Linked DNA regions of Rattus norvegicus: region 1 is linked to region 2. The links are chromatin contacts, called in public Hi-C maps. All regions are on one chromosome and are shown on one strand. The core of a region is the stretch at or near the end of the contact, and the rest is flanking DNA. Distances in the headings are between cores, read along the strand shown. Region 1 has its middle 79 kb from the start of Foxo1. Region 2 overlaps Maml3 (mastermind-like transcriptional coactivator 3).

The links. Hi-C and Micro-C count contacts between places; a contact is called where the count stands out from the background.
Region 1: a contact with region 2 is called in a Hi-C map of the A7r5 cell line, with 5 times the contacts expected there. The contact joins two enhancer-like sites. A contact is called at or near these places in 4 of 12 Hi-C or Micro-C datasets (the A7r5 cell line, kidney, liver and 1 more).

Annotation. Positions count from the first base shown.
Region 1 is chr2:138,382,325-138,386,534 of GRCr8, forward strand. No RefSeq gene overlaps it. Among named protein-coding and RNA genes, the nearest start is that of Foxo1, 79 kb to the right of the region's middle. Within about 2 kb of position 1,622, at least 26 of the 93 cell types and tissues checked have an H3K27ac peak or open chromatin away from gene starts, as enhancers often do. A contact at or near this core is called in the A7r5 cell line, where this site is marked.
Region 2 is chr2:138,209,217-138,213,372 of GRCr8, forward strand. The region is part of intron 1 of Maml3 (mastermind-like transcriptional coactivator 3); the gene reads right to left. Among named protein-coding and RNA genes, the nearest start is that of Maml3, 77 kb to the right of the region's middle. Within about 2 kb of position 2,770, at least 12 of the 93 cell types and tissues checked have an H3K27ac peak or open chromatin away from gene starts, as enhancers often do. A contact at or near this core is called in the A7r5 cell line, where this site is marked.

The DNA of each region.
Region 1 (4,210 bases), core at 372-2,871, 170 kb after region 2:
TCCTTGTGGATCATTTCACAGCTCCTCCAGAGTCTGCTCTTTTGCAGCTAGCAGGGACAGTCAGCTTTTCTTCACAGCCTTCATAAGAATCCTTAATAAAAGAATCTACACACACACACACACACACACACACACACACACACACACACACACCCGCTGCCCCACTAGAGTTGTTGGAGACGACTCTGAGAACTTAGCTCCAGTCTGTCATTTTAGAGATGAGAGAGGTGAAGTGCTTATCCAAAGTCACGCAAGTAATTAGAGATAAAAGGCAGGACCAGGTCTGCTTAAGGTAGGACCAATCTGCTTTGCTCACCCCTGCCTTTTGCTGTTTTGATGCCCAGCAACCCCTGACCTGACCAGCTCACAGTCATGGTCTCCTCCTTTCTGGCAGCCATTGAGCTTCCTTGCAGGAAGATGGGCGATAAGGGAAGGGTTGGGACCAAAGGGCTTCCTAGCTCGCTGGCAGTCCCCTCCATTTATTTCTCCTTTACACAATGAAGGGGGCAGCATTGTTTGGTTCTTCATTTTTTTTTGTTATGATAATATGTAAAACTGGCTATAGCAATCCATAACTCCCCAGAAACTATTTCTCTTGTGATAGAGGATTTGAACTCCTGTGATTAAGAACAAGGAATGGCTTCCGTGCTTGGGATTCTGTTTGGTGGTCTTCTGATAAAAGGGGATAAGTGGCTCCCCCAAAAGCTTCAGTAATGCAAATTTCTTTACAAGACCCTGTAGTAGTAGTAGTAGTAGTAGTAGTAGTAGTAATAATAAAAATCTTAGGGGAGATGCACACAGTTGGTCATGTGCTAAGAAACAGAGACATTTTTCTTGTACCACCTTGCAAGAACATCCCACAACAGCTACCGTTGCCTTCAAAGTCTTCCTGTGTCACACTGAGCACAGAAGAGTTTCAGTCGTAAATGAGCAACTCAGTACACGTCTCTGCACATCCAAAATAAGCCAGCCTCGAAAGCAGCCGGTGTGCTTTATAGATTGTTCAGCCTGTTTAACGCAAACAGACCCACCTCGCAGTCCGCAGACAACTAGTCAACAAGCAGGAAAAATTTCCAAACAAAAGACCAGAACATTCCCGAACTCTTTTTAAACTGTCTTCCAAGAGCCGGGGAAGAAAACACCAGGTTGGCAGGCAGTGCCTGAACCTTTCAGTTGGGCTTTCGAACTTTAAGAACATTGGTTTATGCAGGGACCATGTGACAGGGTAACAGGGAGCCTAGATCTCTAAATCTTGTTTTCCTTTGTGTCATCCTCCGTCCACCCCCTCCCAGCTGGTGATTCACCCTGTCTCTGCAGAGACATCCACAGTTCGGTGATGGTCTATGTGGCAACTTCATGCTGTGCCTTAAGGATTCTGTGCAAATCGAGTGTGATCAACTGAGGTAACAGAGGTTGAAAGATCTGTGAGTTGTTCCTTAGATGTGGGACACTATTCCATAGGCTCGAGAGTCTGAAACATGAATATTATTCACTGAAACACTGCCCTAAGAATTAGAAAAAGAAATTGGGCCCTTTTTTTTTCAGGTAGGCGCATAAGGTTCCGCATGGGGGATGGGGCAGATGTCAGTCACAGAGCCTCCAAGCCTCATCCTAGAGAGTGCTTCCCTCTCATGTTGCAGTCTGGTAAATGCTAGAATCTTGGTGACTCACTGCTTCCCCATGTCCTTATTTGGTAGCATGCAAATGAAAAAAAAAAAGATCGTTTCAGATTTAGATTTCCTCAAATCGTGGTGTGAGCAGCTATTTTTACTTTTGCTTCAATCACCATTCTCAGTAGTAGAAAGTGTATTTAGAGTTGTAAAAACTGCTTTTTTTTTTCATTTGCAGGCTAAATTTAAATATGGAATTCAGCAACCAAAGAACTCTCTTGGTCAGATCCAGCAGTCATGATCAGGAAGTCCAGTTCTTCTGGCATATGGCTGTCTTCTTCATGCAGTTCTGATTTCCTACGACTTTTACAAGTCCGTGTTTGTAGTAGGTCTCCACAGCACCTCCACTTGGCGTGCCTTACCTTGCCCACAGATGTACTAGACTCAATTCCCTTCACATCTGTATGGACTAGCTGCAGTTCCAGGGACATGACACTCATTTTGCTGAGAGTGAAGCCTAACCAAAGCAGCTGCTCTCGACATCATATCTTGCATGGATACATCCTTGTCTGATGCCAGAAAAGGATGGTACCCATCCAGAACCAACATGCATCCTTCCACATAGGTCAGAGCTGGGCTTTTCCTACTTTCCAAGGGCAGCTATGTGGCAGGAGTTCTGGACCTGTTTCTTGACTGGCACCTGCACAGTGGGCTGACTGGGCACCCTGGGTGGGGAAACCTTTCTGTGAATTGGCTTTCAGAAGCACGTGTGGATGACAACCCTTCAGGGACAGCCAGTCCAGATTGTATTTTCAGTCCCATCTTAGTCCCATTTTGTCTCTTCCTGTTTGATAAAGCCGCCTGTGGCTCCTAGGGTCCAGGCTGGAGGTGCTAACTTCCTGTCTGTGAGACTCTGTGCGGACCGGCTGATGAGCCCTAGCTGGTTCCCCTTAGACCATCTTGGCTGCTCTCTCAGATTCCGGGCTTTGTAGTGGAGCAGATGACTCAGCCATGACCATGATGTCAGACGCTACTGAAAGGTGGAAGGGAGGTCTGCTTCTAACCCCGCCCTGAGAACGATCACCAGAGTCAGGCAATCAAGTGGATGGGGCAGCTGCGGCACCTTAGGCAACTAGGTGTGTCCTCTGCCTAAAATCCTCCACCCTGTGAGCATTCCACACTGGGGCTTGCTCCGTGCTATCTAAGGATCTGGGCATGTCGCTACTCGCTCCTCCTCCATCACTTCCCAGCTGAACTCAACTGTGGGCTTCTGCCCCTATCAACTCTCGCAAAGTGGGGACCACCCAGTGGGAATACAAGACAATAGTGTCACCTTCCACACATCTATGACGTTTTCCTCCTCAATATCTACAAGTAGCAGAGTATGGCAGGTAGGAAATTAGCGCCTCCAGCCTAGACCCCAGGAGCCACAGGTGGCTTTATCAAACGGGCAGTGTTCTAATGGCCACTGAGGGAAGACAGTTTATCTTTCTGTCTTACATCTCGAAGGCCTCTTTGCTCCTCTTTTCATCACCTGCATAAATTGTGCTTAGCCCAGTACCAAGGTTAAGTTAGGGAGATTTCTGTCAATACGGATGCTCTTGCTGGGATGGCGACAGTGGCCACGTCTGAAGCTTAGCCGATTTATCTTCGATTTGTTTGCACCACGGTCCCTCTGGAAGGCCAGGAAAGGATTTTCACTTAGCTGCACATAGGCTTTATTTGAGAGCAAATGTTTATGGGAGAAGCTGTAAGCTTAGGGGAGAATCAGCTCATTGGGGTACTTCTCCCTCCTCTGCATTTCTTTTTTTGGGTTTCAAGAGGAGGAGAGTGATCTGAGAATTCTCTGAATAGTACGGAGCCTGAGCTGTGTGAATACCGACCAGTTATTTAACCTCTCTGCTCCAGTGTCCTTCCCATAAGTCCATTGTGAGAATTGAAAGTAACAGAATATGTTCAGAACTTTGTCCAGAGCCCAGTGCATGATAAACACCCTGTGAGTGGTCCCTGTGCTGCCCCCACTTCTCTCTCTCTCTCTCTCTCTCTCTCTCTCTCTCTCTCTCTCTCTCTCTCTCTCTCTGTGGTTAGTGTCTGCTGTCTTCCTCAATCACTTCACCTTATTTTTCTTGAAGACAAGTTCTCTCACTAAGCCTGGAGTGCACCCATCTGACTAGACTGTCTGGCTAGCAAGCCCCTGGGACCATCCTGTCAGTGTTGGATTTACAGTGCTTATACCACTGGGTTAGCTTTTTCTGTGACTGCTGGGAGTCTGGACTCGGTAGGATTCCTGGCTGAGACATCTCCCCAGCTCCTTTCTTCCATTTCACATTTTACATAATCGGTAAAATAATAATATATCATATGTGCTGACCATTTTCTCCTGGTATGATTATCTATCTATCTATCTATCTATCTATCTATCTATCTATCTATCTGTCTGTCTATCTATCTATCTATCTCTATTGGCCATCTGTAGCTATCACATTTCATGCATCTATCATCTATCACATTCATATTATTATTGTTTATATGTGGATGGGTGTGTATGCTATGGCATAGGTATTGAGGTCAAAATAAAACTTTGTGGAATTGATTCTTAC
Region 2 (4,156 bases), core at 1,520-4,019:
AAGCCCCAAGCTGACACTGAGCTGGCTGTCACTCTGTTTATAAGGACGGGGATAATCGCTGACTTGCTCACCACCACATTTCTGATTGTGGCTTCACTCAGCACTCAGAGAGCACTTCAGAGTAATTTGTTGAATGAGTTGCCTGCATTCACATCAAATCAATGGCTGGGAAAAGATCTCTCTTAATATTTTAGCCTAAGTAAGTACTTCAACTTCGAAGCTAGAGATAATCGTATTTTAATCCATAATAATCTTGTTTCTCCATTATGAAAATGTTTTCCCTTTTTGAAAGTGAGCTTACTTTTTCAGTTCACTGATGAAGATAATCAGAATGAAGCAGAGAAAACACTGAAGTGGGGAGAAGGATGGGCTTTGTAAGTGAAGGCAGGGCCCACAAAAACAACAGGGACGAGTGCCACGCTTGGCTTGTAAGCAGGAGGACCTGATTCCGATCCTTTTAATGCCAGAACTATGGAGAGAGAGAGAGAGAGAGAGAGAGAGAGAGAGAGACAGAGAGAGAGAGAGAGAGAGAGAGACAGAGAGAGAGACAGAGAGACAGAGAGAGACAGAGAGAGAGAGAGACAGAGAGAGAGAGAGACAGAGACAGAGACAGAGAGACAGAGACAGAGACAGACAGAGACAGACAGACAGACAGACAGACAGACAGACAGACAGACAGACGGGCTCTGGAGCTCTCTCCCCAGATAACTTACCCTGCTGGAATTGTTCTAGGGCAGTTAGAGACCCTGACTCAAAAAAAAAAAAAAAAAAAGGTAACTGGTATTTAAGAAATAACACCCAAGTTTGGCCTCTGGCTTGCACACACACGAAATGTACTTACACACAAAATGAAAAAAGAGAATGAATGAAAGAATGAATGAATAAATGTCTATGGGCCTCTTGCAATTGATGCTCGAAACTTAACTGAAAGTGCCCTTTGCTCGGGGATGCCTGAGTCAGACACACACACACACACACCAAAACCTTCATAAGCAATATTACCTCCTCCCTGAGAAAGGACACCACCAGAACAGCCACTTTAAGATGAGTTACTAAGGGGGTGGATGCCCACCAAGGGTGACTTGTGTATGGTTTAGTTTATATGGCACTCAAACTTGCCTTCGACCTGCACCCACACGCAGGATCCACCACTCTGGAGTTATCAGCAGTGACATGCGTGGATCTCCTCCCTTCTGACAACCCAGTCTTGCTCTAGTGTTGTTTCAGCCTGATCTGGGGTGCTTTTGACAACTACTACATGCTTCCCACAGACAAGCACATTCCACTTGCCCAAGTCCCCTCTGCTGGAGTCATCTCGGTCTATTGGGCCCTTGTCACCATCAGGAGGTACCTCAAACAACTGTCTTGCAATGGTTGTTGAGTAGGGCACACAGGTACCTAGGCCCCACCCTCCTTCCTGTCACTCCACCTATGCAAACAGCAAGCCTGCCCAGATTCATTCCATCCACTTGACTTCACTGATCCATTCCTGGAGATACATCTGCAGCTCTCAGAGGCCCTGCAGGGGCCAGCATTTCCTCAGCTCCTAATTCTACAACTTGACCTAGAGATGGGTCCTCATATCTGATCATCCAGCTAGTCCTGTTAATTCACATGCTAAAAGTGGAGGTCAGCAGGGCTCAGGGATCTATGCTAAGTAAAAGATCAGCCCAGGTGGGGAGGGAGGGAAAAAGAGAAGTGGACATGAGCTCCCATCCCCAACCAAGACACTATCTCCTATTGAGGGCCACACAAAGGAAAAATATTAGTGTTCCTTCACAAATGGACTCTCATTGGGTATACAGAACAGACTTGGGGAGGCTCCATCCACGTTCAGCAGTCGATGCCAACAGGAAATGACTCAATGGTATTTTGAGTGATTTTTTTTTTTTTTTTGGTCTCATGTTGCTTTGTTCGGACATTTTTTGTAACCTTACTGGTCTTTTGCTTTTGAGTTTGTATGGGGTGTGTGTGTGTGTGCGTGTGTGTGTGTGTGTGTGTGTGTGTGTGTGTGTGTGTGTGCATTCATGTACATGCAGGTGTGTGTGAATGCGTTTCTCATGCTGTGTGTTTTGTTTTGATTTCTAATTTGCCAGTTTGTTTTCTAAAGACAGAGAGAAAGAAGTTATGGAATTGGAAGGGGGGGAGGTACGGAGAATCCAGTAGGAGAAGGAGGAGGGGAAACAATGGTGAACGGAATATTACATGAAAAATATTCATTTTCAATTAATGCTTAAAAAAAAAAAAGCAGAGGACCAAGACGTCTACTTCCTTTTAATGTCAAGAGATCCAAAGTGGTATATGAGAATAAACACCAGCTTGCATATTAACCTAGGAGAAAACAAACAAGCAAGCATTCATTTCTCTAGATCCAAACCCTCACAGGACCCATACTTTCAAAAGCAACAACAACCTAATCCAAATCTCTCATGAAATGCATTGAGAGACTTGCTCTTTCCAGATTCGAGAAAGAGATAATCTTTACATTTCTAATTTTATGGGGCCACGATGAAAAAGAAGCAACTCGTGCGTCTGCTTTCTGTTCTCAGTGACCAGCTGGACAGATGGTCAAGAATATCATTAGTTAAGAAAGCTCCCATTCATTAACAGAGAGTCCTTGGCCAGGCTGGGGTGGGGTGCAAGAATGTTCCAGAATGTGTTATTTGAAGAATGTGTTCGTGTCTAAGACATGAGTCCATGTGGTGGATGTGGGGGAGGAAGAACAGATAGCCTGTTGTGATCAAACAGCAGCCATGAGTTCCTCAACACTGGCACGTCCACCAGACACTTCCGGCTCCTGTTCCACCCACTCGGTCGGAAAAAAAAAACCAGGGGGAGGTCCCAGGAGCTGTCGTGATTCCTCCATTCGAGACACGATTCCTCCCAAAGAGAGCTCTCTCCCAGGAGGTCGAAGAGAAACTGCCATCTTTTTGGCTTCTCATCTTAGCTCATACAGAATAAGAAAAAAGAAACAGAGGGTCTGATGTATTTGTCCCCATAACTACGATTTCAGGGTGAGCTTTCTGTAAATGTAATTCACCACCCCATTTGGCCAACAGACAGTATATGAAGGGATGGCCAGTACTAAGTAAATCCATGAGAGGACCCAAATCTGTCCAACTGTCCTGCTTCCTGTACCAGATCATACCCACATTTCCAGCCCAACTCCTCATTCACAGCCACCAGAGGGACTCTGATGGATGGATGAGTTCCCTGGCTCTATTCATCTTTCTTCACCCTCACCTCCCCACACCCTGCAACTGAGCACCTACTGGGTACTCGATGTTCTGTCAGACATCCACAGGGTTACAGGGAAGTGAGGACCTGCAAATGCTTGGCTAGTGGTTTTACAGAGGGGTTTGTGAGTGGAGATCAATCAACATCCACAGCTTCTACACAAATCAGTCTTCAAAAGGGCCCATGCATTGACTTCACTATCAGCCCTCGGACCCGGAGAGTTTTGTGGAAGAGATCAGAGATGCCGTAAGGATGAATGAGAAGGCAGAATCAATCAAGAGGCAGATGGGGAGCATGGAGCAGGAAGTCAGAGAAAGGAGGGGTTCAGACCGTGAAGGATATGGGAAGCACAGCCCCACTCATCCATCCCCTGGTGGTACCCTCCGCTGTCTTCCTTCTCTCTGCCAGCAGCGGCTGGGTCTCAGAAGAAACCTAAGGCAGGATCTCCAGCTGCTGCTACAACACACCCTAAACAAGTCCCAACTTTACAAGAACTTGCAGCAGCCCGCGTGCTGGCTTACCTTCTCTAGACTTCACACTTATATCTTCCTGCAGCAGGCTTTACTGCCCTCTGCAGCTTGGCAAGGTGAAGCCACTGGCCCAAGGTCACATTGCTGACAAGTGACAGGACAGGAACATGATTTAGATCATATCCCTTTCAGTATCAGACTCCTGGATACATTACGGTATCCAGGACTCCTTTCTGTACCCTGACCAAGCCTCACTTGAGACTGTCCTAAATTAACTGTCCCCGGTTATCCAGATATGGGAACTGATCCCAGGTCACTGGGAAAGTAGACAAGCCAGGACCGGAAAGTTCAGTGCTCTTATGGCTACTGGTAAAGACACCCCTGCCTCAGTCTCCAGTGTGGAGGGCAACCTCCACTATGATGATGCTTTAAAGAGCAAACTGGGAGAC